Regions from separate parts of the Rattus norvegicus genome. Here region 2 is linked to region 1. The links are chromatin contacts, called in public Hi-C maps. All regions are on one chromosome and are shown on one strand. Each heading gives the region's core, a stretch centred on a gene start, on an enhancer-like site or on the middle of the called end of the contact. The rest is flanking DNA. Distances are from core to core; before and after follow the strand shown.

Evidence for each region. A called contact is a pair of places that touch in the nucleus more often than the background predicts.
Region 2: a Hi-C map of Schwann cells shows a contact between it and region 1, with 4 times the contacts expected there. The contact joins two enhancer-like sites. A contact is called at or near these places in 4 of 12 Hi-C or Micro-C datasets (the A7r5 cell line, Schwann cells, frontal cortex and 1 more).

Annotation. Positions count from the first base shown.
Region 1 is chr18:57,746,085-57,752,274 of GRCr8, reverse strand. It overlaps Sh3tc2 (SH3 domain and tetratricopeptide repeats 2), which reads right to left. Exons shown (of 17, transcript NM_001427096.1): 17 at 4,540-5,380. The coding sequence ends at 5,189. Among named protein-coding and RNA genes, the nearest start is that of Sh3tc2, 62 kb to the right of the region's middle. Within about 2 kb of position 2,879, at least 12 of the 93 cell types and tissues checked have an H3K27ac peak or open chromatin away from gene starts, as enhancers often do. A contact at or near this core is called in Schwann cells, where this site is marked.
Region 2 is chr18:58,213,599-58,219,788 of GRCr8, reverse strand. It overlaps a transcript of Htr4 not described here. Among named protein-coding and RNA genes, the nearest start is that of Fbxo38, 58 kb to the left of the region's middle. Within about 2 kb of position 2,403, at least 3 of the 93 cell types and tissues checked have an H3K27ac peak or open chromatin away from gene starts, as enhancers often do. A contact at or near this core is called in Schwann cells, where this site is marked.

The DNA of each region.
Region 1 (6,190 bases), core at 1,630-4,129:
TGTTCTAGATGAGGTTTCTTTGTTCCTTGGGTAATAAGTTGTCCCTAAAGAGAGATTTGCTTCAGCCATTTCCTTGTCTATGAAACGAAAGAGGCAAACAAATCTTTATCAGTTCATCTGAAGTTTACCCTCTGTGCCAGGTACTGTGCGTGCTGGGTACTTTTACATGTGCTGTCTAACACAGCTTGGCATAACAAAGTTGTTTGCTAAAGGTCAACAGGCCTGTAAGAAGCAATTAGAATGGAGGGGGTAGGTAATCCCACTCCAAACCCTACCCCCTCGCCCCACCCCTTACTGCCCTGTAAACCACTCTCACACTGCGTTCAAAGTCACCCCTAACATATGTGTACTTTGGGGGCAGGAAAGAACCATTTATGCCAGGAACCTGAAGCACAAAACGTCTACATCACTCACAACCGCTCCTTCTGCAGCTTGCTTTTGTCCTCAGGGTGAAGCCCAAATAGCTTCAGGGTTTGTCCCCTCGCCCACTGCTGGACTTCAGTTTTTTGCCTGTCTTCCCTGTTTCCCTGACTCTGCTCCAGCCTCACCTAATCTATTCCTACTTGGGGGCTTTTGGTGATATGCCATCCTGTTTGTCAATACCAAGATGCAGGCTTGTCCCCAGCCAGAATACAGCAGGTCTCTCCAAGTAGAGCATAGCAGGGCCCTCCCTGACACCCTTGCTCCTGTCCTAAGTAAAGTTCCTGTTCTTTAGAGAACCCACAGTCTCCTGGAACCAACTCTAGCGATGCTAAAGATCCTGATTCTATTCCACAGTGCATCACGTGTATCTTACCCGGCTCACCCAGCCAAGGTCCTGCTTCCCTGTTCTGAGAAGGGCACAACTGGGGCCCACTGACTCTATCCATGAGGAGGGGAATCTGTTTTGCTACTTCTATTTCTCATGAGGATGGGAGTCTCTCAAAACATTCAAAAAGACCCTGATCAATGCTAAGCTGCCTTCTATGCTTTGTCGTTTGTTAATTTCTTGGACTTTTGAGCACTGAAAGATCGGAGCTAGGCAAGGAGCTTTGGATAAGGAACAGGACTGAGCTTAAAGTCAGTGCACCGTTTTGCTCATGATATTTGTTATAAGTTGTGGAAGTCTGTGGATGACAAAACATTACAACTCTGTGTATGTGTGTGTACGTGTGTGAATATGTGCATGTGCATGTGAATAGGTGTATACGAGTGTGTGCATGTTCGGGTATGCACATGTGTGTTATGTGTGTGCTTGCATGTGTGCATGTGTGTGTATACCAGTCATCCTTTATAGAATTAATTTATATAAGCAAAGGAAATGAAGGGAAAGAGGAAAGAAGGGCCAGCCAAAACCCCCAAACTGAATAGGTATAAATAGCTTGATAAACGACTCTTCTAGTGTTGTATGTGGTGATAAACTCAGGCTCAGGTGCTTGTGAGACACAGTTACACACTATGAAGGGGGCTCCGGAGGGCAGAAACCCTTCTCATTCCCCCAACCTAGTCTCGCATCAGAACCCTTGGAGCACTGCTGTGTGTTGCCACTACCTGTGTGCCTGGGAGGAAAATTACCTTCTGTCTCTTCGCTTACTCAGCCATAGAAAGAAGAACAAAATCAGGGCATATGAAAATCTGATCTCATCCCACAGATGACATCTCCAAACCTGGTCATGCAGGACAAGGACAGAAAGAACTCCGTGGGAAAGGAGCAGTCAGGGGACTGACCTCAGAGGTCAGAGCTCTGAGCTGCAGAGTCTCCCTGCCATAAACATGGAATCAAAGGTTCCCATTCCCTGGTGATCTGTTCCATTTTTCTCCCTTCACCCCTGCCCATTCCCTCCCCAAATAAACAAATGAATGACATTACATCCAGTTAGCACAAGCACACACAGACACAGACACAAACACACGCATATGTGTATAAACACACACATGTGCATATACAAATGTCTGTATCAAGATAAACACATTGCCTGCATAAGAGAAGCCCCAAGAGTGGTAGTTGGTTTCAGGATGTTGGACGGGGAAGTGGTCCTCCTGAAAGTGCCACTGATAAGAGACGAGGAGCTGGGAGTCAGGCAGCCCACGAAAGTTCTGGGAAGTAGGCTAGGATACCTAAGCCATGGCTGTGAAAAACACAGGTCAAGCCTGCTCCCTTCTGATGTCTGTGGATAATGGGGGAAATATAAAGATAAAAGACAATCAACACCATTCTAAAAGAAACTACCCATCTTGCTTAAGGCTTCCTACGGACATCTCACAACTGTTTTAACAAGTGACTTATAATATATATATATATATATACATATATATATATTATAATTATCTGGTAGAATGTCTTAGTTATTTAAAAAAAAAGGCCTGGCTCCTGTCTTTATATAATGTGTAATGGTATTATTTATTATGAAACACAGTGATCATTTATATCTGACCTGGTTACAGGCAAATTTATCGGATAAATCAAAATGCACAGAACACTTTAGCTAAAACTTACAATGAAATATAAAATCCCCATAATGCCCCTTCATGTACACAGGTGCAAATGCATGTTTCATGTACACATGAGGAAGATCTGATGGGCCGGAAGTTCCTTGTAAATGACTACAGAGCTCGAAATGAAGAATCCGCTATAGCTGCTGAGGGAACCAATCTTAGTAGGGCTTAAAGGATAACATCAACTTACACTAATTACAGTAAGATTCCATAGCAGTCTTCATCCCCATGACCAACATCAAAAGCCTGAGCAGTTTGGAGACAGCAGCAGCTCGGGCCAGAGGATAGTGAGCCATCAGCAGAAAAGGGGAGAGATTGTAACTTGAGTCAGATGGGCAATGGCTAGGGCTTGGCTTCCAGGCCGAGAGAGCTTTCTTCAAATATAAGATGTGTAACTGCTCTGGAACTCAAGGGCCTTGACCATCCCTCAGGAATGTTTTTGCAAGGACTCTGCATGGGAGATTAGGCCAGCCAGCCTCAACCACAACATTCCTCCCTGTTTCCTTAGATTTTACAGCTTGTACTGGGGGCAGAATTGCATCATTTTTACACAGGAGCAGATCGAAGAATTCCATTTCCTCTCTGGGGAGGAACACTCTAGAGGAGAGAAGAGCCAACAAGGATTGAATTTCTTCCCCCCACCAAGAAACATATATGTGTGTGTGTGTGTATATATATATATGTGTATGTGTGTGTGTATGTATATGTATGTATATATGTATGTATATATAGTGTGTGTGTATATGTGTATATATAAATACATATATATAAGTATATATATGTGTATTGTGTTATATATATATACATATATATATATATATATAGTGTGTGTGTGTGTGTGTATGTATGTTGATACAACTATAACCTTGGTGACTAGATGTAATGGTGACTCAGTATACCATCCGTTCCCACCCCCACCACACAGACAACCTCTAGTCATCTGAAAAGTCCAAACACAAAGGCATGTGATCCAGTTGGTTAGTTAAATCTAAGCAGCTATGTGCAGGTGAAGAGGCTGATGGCCAGACCTCCTCACATGTTACACTGCTCAGAGCAAGAATGAACCTCCCACCTTGTGATCCCTGAATTGCTCTCTCAAACTTCGTGCTCCTGAAACATGTGACTCACTAAACCAGAATTAGGAGGAGCAGGAACGAAAAGTTCATGGTCGGCTTGCTCACCGAGCAATTCACACACTGTCTAGGAGCTGTCCTAGAATATTTTTCATGCTTCGCTATGCACTCGAATGGCTGGGGGGTGTTTGTGAGAGATAGGGAGTTGGGCTTCAGGGGGTTCCATTCAGTTGTCTTGGGTACAGACACAGAATTTGCATTTCAGCTGTCAATCATCTGACGCCAACTCTAGTCAGTGAACACAGTTTTGTCTCACTGCCCAGTTCCATTACCAAAGAACTCAGTTACAATGGTAAACAATTCTAGAATGATCTCATTGATCCCTCCCCTCCTGACTTCTGTGCCCCTGCTAACCACAAACCTGTCTTTTGTATTAGCTGATCCTCTCTGAGGAGCATCCCAGTTGACCGCTATGCCATAAGCGACTCCGATAGATGCTGTCTTATTATGAACACAATGCACAAGGCAAATGGGTACCACTTCTCAATTTGATTATAATTTCTCTCGTTTGATCTCTTTGGTGCCTCTCTGCCTTGCTCATTCTGATGACAGGAGGAGCTATCATGGGGTGGCCTGGCCATCCTGGCTATCATGGCTGTGGCTCACTTCTGGCCAACTGCCAGCAACAACCAACTGGCCAACTCCTGCCAACAACCATGTGAACCAAGTGGAAGCAGCTCTCTCTACAGCTGCACCTGAGGTGACTCCTTCCCCGGCCTACACCTTAGTTTCAGTCCTGTAAGCCGCCCTAAGCCAGAAGACCCAGCGAGGTCACGTTGGGATTACTGCCCTCCAAACACTATGAGATAGATAATCAATGCTGTTGCAAGCCACTCGGTGTGGTGTGTGGTTACAGATAACTCACAGAGGTGTTTTGTAAAAGAGTCACCTTCTCTCTCCCCACCCCCAAGATAAAGGAGACAAAAGGGTATATAAATGTAAATAGCCAATATTTAATAATATACAGTATTTACATATGATGTATGGCAGAATTCACAAGCCTTAGACCAAGTTAAGCTTCACTCGAGTTTCTGGAAAGTCTTATAGGAGCCATGCTTTCAAGTAGAATGGAGAACATGGACCCCAGTTGGACCTCTGGACATTCCACCTGACCCTTCTGTGGATGCATCTCCTGAGACAAAACCTTGCTGGAACCTTCTGCCAGCAGTCTCCATGAGCACCGAGTACTGACTCCTTTCGGTTTTGAAGAAAGCAAGAGAGAAACAATGGGTTCCTCCACAGACACTGAAGGGTCTTCCCTGAGAACACTGGTGAGGGTGCCAAGACAGTCTGCTCACACTTTCCCCAGTGCACTGCCTGCTTTCCTCCTTTCTCCAGAGCTGGGTTGAGAGAAAGCATCTCGGAGCTGTTTGTGTAGAAGAGTCACAGTGACCTGGGCAAAGTTCCCGAAGCAAAGTGTAGAGCCAAGATGCCCTTCACAGAGCCCTTCTCCTTCTGGGCATTGCTCTTCTCCATAAAATGAGGTGATAACTTGAATCCTCCCAGCCCAGATCTAAGAACTTGGGGCAGGAAGGCAGCAGCTAGCCATGGCAAAATGGTCAAGAAGGGGATGGGTCTCTTCAGAGGGCCAGGCTCCCACCACTGAGCCACCGTGACCTCTCTGAAGAGCACCCCAAGGGTTTGCTGTGCCACAAGGGACTCTGGCAGATGCTGTCTAGCCTGTTCTTAATGGTGTCCTGCAGCTCCTCGTCACCCACCAGGACCGCAGCTGCTAGTGCCAGCAAAAAGTATTCAGTAGCATCATGGGCATCCTAACCCCATGGGGCAAAGAAGAGACATCATTAGCAGTACTTACAGGACAGGCTTAAGCTCTATGCTGAGATCATTGACATTGTTCAGTTACTCCATCCCCACATCCCAATGCCTCAAAGGAGGTCTTCCCTTGATGTACTCAGGCTCTGATGGCATTACCAATCACAGTGTCCCTCCTCCTCAGGCACAGAGGTGGCATCTTCCCCGTCTCCAATCAAGATACAACATTGCACTGGACAGTCCACCCCCCTCTGGGACTTTTTGGTGTAACCCAACAAGGAAAATGGCCGATTTCCTTTTGAATATGGCATCAGTCTCCCAGGGGCTGGCAAAGATTGAGGCCAAGAGTCACAGAGAAGTAGGAACACACAGCGTCAAGGAGGAGATAAGAGGTATTCATGAAGTTGAAGGAGGAATAGAATCCAGAAGTACCCAAAACTAAATCTGCACCTCAGCTTCCAGTTATGGGAGTCAGTAAACCGCCTCTTCTGTTTACAGTTGTTCCAGGTTTTCCCTTTGCGGTACCTAGACTCCTTGGCTGATGCAACCAGACCATGCATTCTCTGTCCCTGAGCCACTTGCTCTGGCATGGTGGTTAAGTGGGCCTTCACCTCGCCGCCTGTCCCTCTCTACACAGAGGATAAGAAACAGATGCTTGTCTGGGGAGGATTCAGAAAGAGACTCCTGGTTCTCATTATCCTATATAATTACTGAAGGCCAGAAACAGTCTGACCAGTAGGCAAAGGTCAGCGGAGCTGCCCTGAGTCTCCATTTGTGGTCAGAGTTAGACAAGACTCAGGAAAAGTCAC
Region 2 (6,190 bases), core at 1,154-3,653, 470 kb before region 1:
TAAGACACTGGGTCTGATGACATCTCAAATCCCCACACGGTTCTGAAATCCTTAATGTGCTGGGTTCAGGTCCCACTCAATGCTGTCCTCTGTGCACCTTCACCGGACCCTGCCTCACCATGCTTCATGCTTCACTGGTGATGCCCAGAGTCAGGAGTGATTCCAGAGTAACCTGTTCATGCAGACACAGATGGGGATGAACCGCTAAAGGGCAAGCCACGTCTTCAATCAAAAGCATGATTCCAGGGACTCTGGGTCATTGTGTATGGGCAACTTCTCCAGTTCCTGGTGTTGACCACTATGCAAAACTGTATACCTAAGGAGGAAAAAAAGAGAAGTCATGAGAATTCACCAGGTATCCTTCAAAGGCATCTTTACTCTCTGCCCCCCTTTCTTGTATGTGTTTGAGGAGATACAGACGTGGGGATGGAGTGGAATGGAACTTTACAGAGAGGGAAAGACCAAAGAACTCACCTAGGTTGTGTTGGCTAAAGGTAGGAAAATGGAGTCCTAGGGGAAACAGGCCCAGGATACACAGAGAGTGAGTGACAGAGCTAGGGAAAAGGACCCAGATTTCTTTTCCTAAGGTGGTTCTGTGCCACTGATCAGAATAGACTTGTGAACAACTGCCAACTGGACCTGAGTAAACCCTTTCAGGAGTTTTCTGATGCCTATGGTAAAATGTTGTTTCTCCATGGTGGTTTCTAAAATTCAAGCTACATCCTGTGACCTGGATTGAAGCAGGAAATGTATACACCTGGTATAGTGAGTGTCTGTCCTCCAAGTAACAGCAACTGCCATGTTAAGGCATTTATCTGTGCCACTTTGAAAAAAACCATCCCGCCTGCGATTATTAGCAATTCATTCCTTCACCCTCCTGAGTATCCAGCTGCCTCTGTACCAACTGACAGCTTTGTGCATGGCCAAGGAGGAGTGTGTGTGTGTGGTGTGTGTGTATGTGTGTGTGTGTGTGTGTGTGTATGTGGTGTGTGTGGTGTGTGTGTGTGTGTGTGTGGTGTGTGTGTGTGTGGTGTGTGTGTGTGTGGTGTGTGTGTGTGGTGTGTGTGTGTGTGTGTGGTGTGTGTGTGTGTGTGTGGTGTGTGTGTGTGGTGTGTGTGTGTGTGGTGTGTGTGTGTGTGTGGTGTGTGTGGTGTGTGTGTGTGTGGTGTGTGTGTGTGTGTGTGGTGTGTGTGTGGTGTGTGTGTGGTGTGTGTGTGTGTGTGTGTGTGTGGTGTGTGTGTGGTGTGTGGTGTGTGTGTGGTGTGTGTGTGTGTGTGTGGTGTGTGTGTGGTGTGTGTGTGTGTGTGGTGTGTGTGTGGTGTGTGTGGTGTGTGTGTGTGTGTGTGTGTGTGTGTGTGTGTGGTGTGTGTGGTGTGTGTGTGTGTGTGTGTGTGTGGTTTGTTCCATATTTCTGGCCATGGGGAAACCCTCAACCCTGCTGGGTAAAGAACTCCAGATGTGTCCAGTTGGGGGAGAAGTGGCCACACTCTTACAACTACCCCTCATATATGCTCTGTAAGGAAGCCCAATATAATCAATCATTGGTTTTCCAGAATGAACTTTGGTGTAATTGTGCCTCAGTATGTCATTGGGATGTTAGGAGAAGGGATAGACATTGCTGTGTCTCTCACTGGGAAGGAATTTTAGCATCTATGAGGACAAATACATTTCAGTAGAGGAGTGGCCACACCCACATATAGTGTTGTTGGTCCTAGAGCTGACTATGACCAGCTGAGTATCCCTCCTAGTACCTAGGGACAATGTACTCAGTGTTGTGCTACAACGCCTTGCATCTTCAGTGCATTCTGCTGTGGAGATATGCAAATGTCCCTAAGATAGATCTTGGCTGCCATTTTGAAGGACAGCAAGGGTTAGGGCAGGGCATGGGGTGAGGGAACAGAAGGGAAGGGAGGAGTGGAGGGAGCTGATATCTGCCAGATATCCAGGACCAGCACTGGGGTGAGGCAACCTTGCAGATCCTTGTGAGATGCTCTGGCTTTTAGCTGCCTGGGAGGTATTTGATCAAAGTAATGGTCTAAATGACCTTGGATAGGTTTTTTCTGACTGGATGCTTCCTTGAGAGTATACCCATGCTTTGCTTAATGACAGAAATGCATCCTGTCAAGTGTATTATTAAGGCTATAGGCAATATAATCATTGTGTAAACACCATAAAAGGTATCTGCACAAGGCTAGATACTGTACCTTACTACACTCTGAGTTCTACGGTACAGCCATTGACTGAGCTAAAAATCCTGCGCAGAATGCCCTGAACACTATAACACACAGAAAGCACAAGGTCGGCAGTAAATGAGATCTTTCCAGTTTCAGTACTCTGTGGGAGTAGTGTGCCATACATGTGACTCATCAGTAACTGAAATGCCATTGCATGGCTCGTGACAGTTGACAGAAGGATGCTGGACAGCGAGATGACTTAATGTTTTGCAGCGGCAACTCTGGAGAGAGAAGAAAGATGGTGCTGTGGTCCAGGCAATCAGCAATCTGATTCCGGATACAGAGACATCACCCTCAGCACTGTGTAACTTTTCACCTTGCTGGATTTATCCCTGAAGCTTCTCTCCCATACCATGTTTGTGTATCTCGCCATCTAGAAATGCTGTGCTTGCAACATGCTAAGAATTCCAATGGATCCTGACAGACTCAACATCCAATCAGACTCTGCTGGTCACTGATGATGTCACATTTGGCGAATTGTTCCACCTCACAACGCATGTCCTTTCTCCTGCGCAGCTGGGAGGATATATTCCTCACAGGATTACTGTATAGAGAAGGAAGCACAATGTACAGGACCGGCACATTCCAGAGGCTCAACCTGCAAAGTTAACATGGTTCCAAATACATCTTCTCCTCCATAGCTCGTACAGTGAAGAGCATGTCATGTTGGTGGTCATATATACGCAGCTCCAAATGGTTGAAATACTTCCCTCTTTTATTTCCTTTGTTGGGAACACCTAGAAAACCTCAAGGCCTAGAAAATTCCTTGTTTTGCTTTTTCTTCCTCCACTGTGAAAACCACACACCTGATTTACAAGCACACACTTCTGTGCCCATTGACTGCTCTTCAGGCCCACAGGCCCTTTGAAGAACACTGCAGTTTGGCAAGCCATGCCAGGCAGGCAAAAAAGTCGGAACTGTTCAAAGAAGAAACATGAAGCCCAGACATGCTGAAGTTGGATCCTGAGATGCACGGTATGTAAGTGACAGGGCCTGGCCTAGACCCACATCAAAACCTGTTGGCCTGGCTCATGAACTTGTTGAATGGACTGACGTAGATTAGTGGCTCAGAACCAAGTGGCTCTGAAACAGAGCTATGCTCTGCAACTGAGGAATGAGTATTTCCCTGACATAGATCCTGTGCAGGAAAAAAAAAACAGCAGAAAGCTCATGATAATAGTAAAAGATCATATGCCATTCAATTTATTGATGGATGAAAATGCTTGGAACCATATTTAGTCATGACATCCATGACTTCATTTACCTAATTATTTTTCACTACTATAAGTGTTGGCTACTCAGATTTATTTCACATATGAAAAATTAAAACAAACTGTGGCTCAGAGCCCCAGGTCTGTTTGATCCAAGGACACGGTGTGCGTAATGCCACCCTGCTAAACTCAAAGTCAAAGAGTCAGAGTTGAGGCCAATCTAGGGCCAATGGGAAAATTCCCACCACAAACCTCCGAGCACAAGGACCCCTCCCATCCGGGAAGAAAAAAGCTGGTTTAGTTCTTAGAACAGCTACAAGCCAAACTGTCACACAAAGCTACCTGTGGCTTCCAACTGACTCCACTTTGGGAAAAGTCTTGAATGTTACACTGAGTCTGATCTGAAAGTTGTTTCCATCCACCAAATGCACACAGTACCCTGCCTAGTTACTGTTGTACAAATTCTGCCCCAATTGTTTGAATTCTGCCTCAACTGTTTGCAAGGTATATAACTCCCTGTCAGAGTCTGCTTGGGTCGTCTCCCCTTGAAGTGGGAGGACCCCAACATGTCAAAATTAAACTTCTCTTGCTTTTACATTGATCACTGCCCCTGTGAGTCTGATTCAAGAGGTCCTGGAAGAGGTTCAACTCGGACCTCACAAAAGCACATCACCCAAACTCTGCCAATCTCCATAGAAAGAGAACATTTTCACCGGCAACCAATGGCACTTGTCCTGTGGAACTCATAAAAAATCATGTCCTGAAGAGAAAGGAACCTGGTATTTTGATCACGTAGGAAGTTTTGTTGGGGAAGTGGGGAAGGGGTTCATGATTCACTCCCACCCATAACTGAGGGGATATGGACAGGTGTTTGGGGTTGCAGAAGGTTTGGTCTCTCGAGGCAGGAGAGCATGACAGAGCAAAGTGCCTCACAATCATGGACAGGAAGTAGAGTCTTCTTTTTCCAGCCTATGGAACTGTACTCCTAGCATTCCCAGTGATTCTTTCCCCCTTGGTTTACCCTCTCTCAATAAACCTTCACAGACACACTGGAGGGGTGCTCTACTAACCTCCTGGGATTCTATCCCTCCAGGCTGACTGTCAAAGATAACCACGATAGGAACTAACGATTCACCTGTCAAGATAACCAGAACGGAGGTTGAAACCAGTGCTGACTTTGCACACAGAGGTCAGCTGGAGGATCACTGCACTCTTTAGATTCAATGGGCACACTTCCTAGTTAGACATTTGGGTGTGCTTTTTTGTGCTATTTTTGTTGTTGTTGGTAGTGGTGGTGGTGGTAGTGGTGGTGGTGTTTTTGTTTTTGTTTTTGTTTGTTTTGTTTTGTTTTTGTCAACTCAACACAAGCCAGGGTCATCTGGAAAGAGGGAACCTCCATTGTTTCCATGGTGCTGACAGGTAAGTCTGTAAGCAACACTGGGCAGCATTTTCTCCAGTAAAGATTGATGGTGGAGGACCCATCCCACTGTGGTTGGTGCCACAGTGGTCCTGAGTTGTATGAGAAGGAAGGCTGAGCAAGCCAACACGCAGAGCTCCTCCATGATTCCTAGCTCTGCTGATGCTCGAGTTCCTGCTCTGAGTCCTCCTTGACTGAGTGTGATCAGGACCTGGAAACTACATAAACCCTTCCCCCTGAAACCCTGCGTTGCTCTTGATTGTCATGGCGTGCATCACAGCAATAGAAAATGAGCCAAGCCTTCTGACAGGCTGTGGTGGGTTTTGAACACTGAAAACGACTTAGTTCCCTTGCCAACAAGGAACAAATTCTCCCAAGCGTTTTAGCCTACAGAGGTCCTGCCATGGTTTGCTTGTGTATTCCCAAGTCTCCACGATTAGCACAATTTTAATTTAGGTGTTGTACTGGCTGATTTCATGTGTCAATTTGACACAAGCAGGAGTTATCACAGAGAACGAAGCCTCCCTTGAGGAAATGCCTCCATGAGATCCAGCTGTAAGGCATTTTCTCAATTAGTGATCAAGGGGGTGGGAGGGACAGGCCCAGCCCATTGTGGGTGGGGCCACCCCTGGGCTGGTAGTGTTAGGTTCTATAAGAAAGCAAGCTGAGCAAGCCAGGGGAAGCAAACCAGTAAGCAGCCTCTCTCCATGGCCTCTGCATCAGCTCTTGTGTCCAAGTTCCTACTCTGTGTGAGTTCCTGTCCTGACTTGCTTTGGTGATGAACAGCAGTGTGGAGTGTAAGCTGAATATTCAATCCCTTCCCTCCCCAGTTTGCTTTTGGTCATGATGTTTATGCAGGAATACAAACCCTGACTAAGACAGGTGTTTTCTCTTTGATGGGAAATATATATGAATTTATGTATTTTTAATTATAATTATGTATGAAATAAACATGAACACACATTTGCAAGAATCTGGATAGCCACCAGTAAATGCCCCCTTCCTGAGATTCAAGGCTCCTGTTTGTATGTAGATCCATGCAGAAGCAAGAGTTCATGCCTCAGTTTTCTCAGTATTTCTCCAAGTAGTGGGCCCAAACCCCACCTGCCTGTGAACACACTTGCGAACACATCCTTCCATCCTCAGATTTAACAAGTATGGAGAGAAAAGCGATCCCACACTGCTAGCAAACAAAGCTTCAAACCTGTCACCTACTAGTTGTGTGACCCAACCAGGCAAGTTATCCCTGTGTACCTGACACCTTTGGGGAAGGGTAAAGTCAACATCTATCATGATGTTGGACACAGAGTGGGTGGAGGAATCTTTAC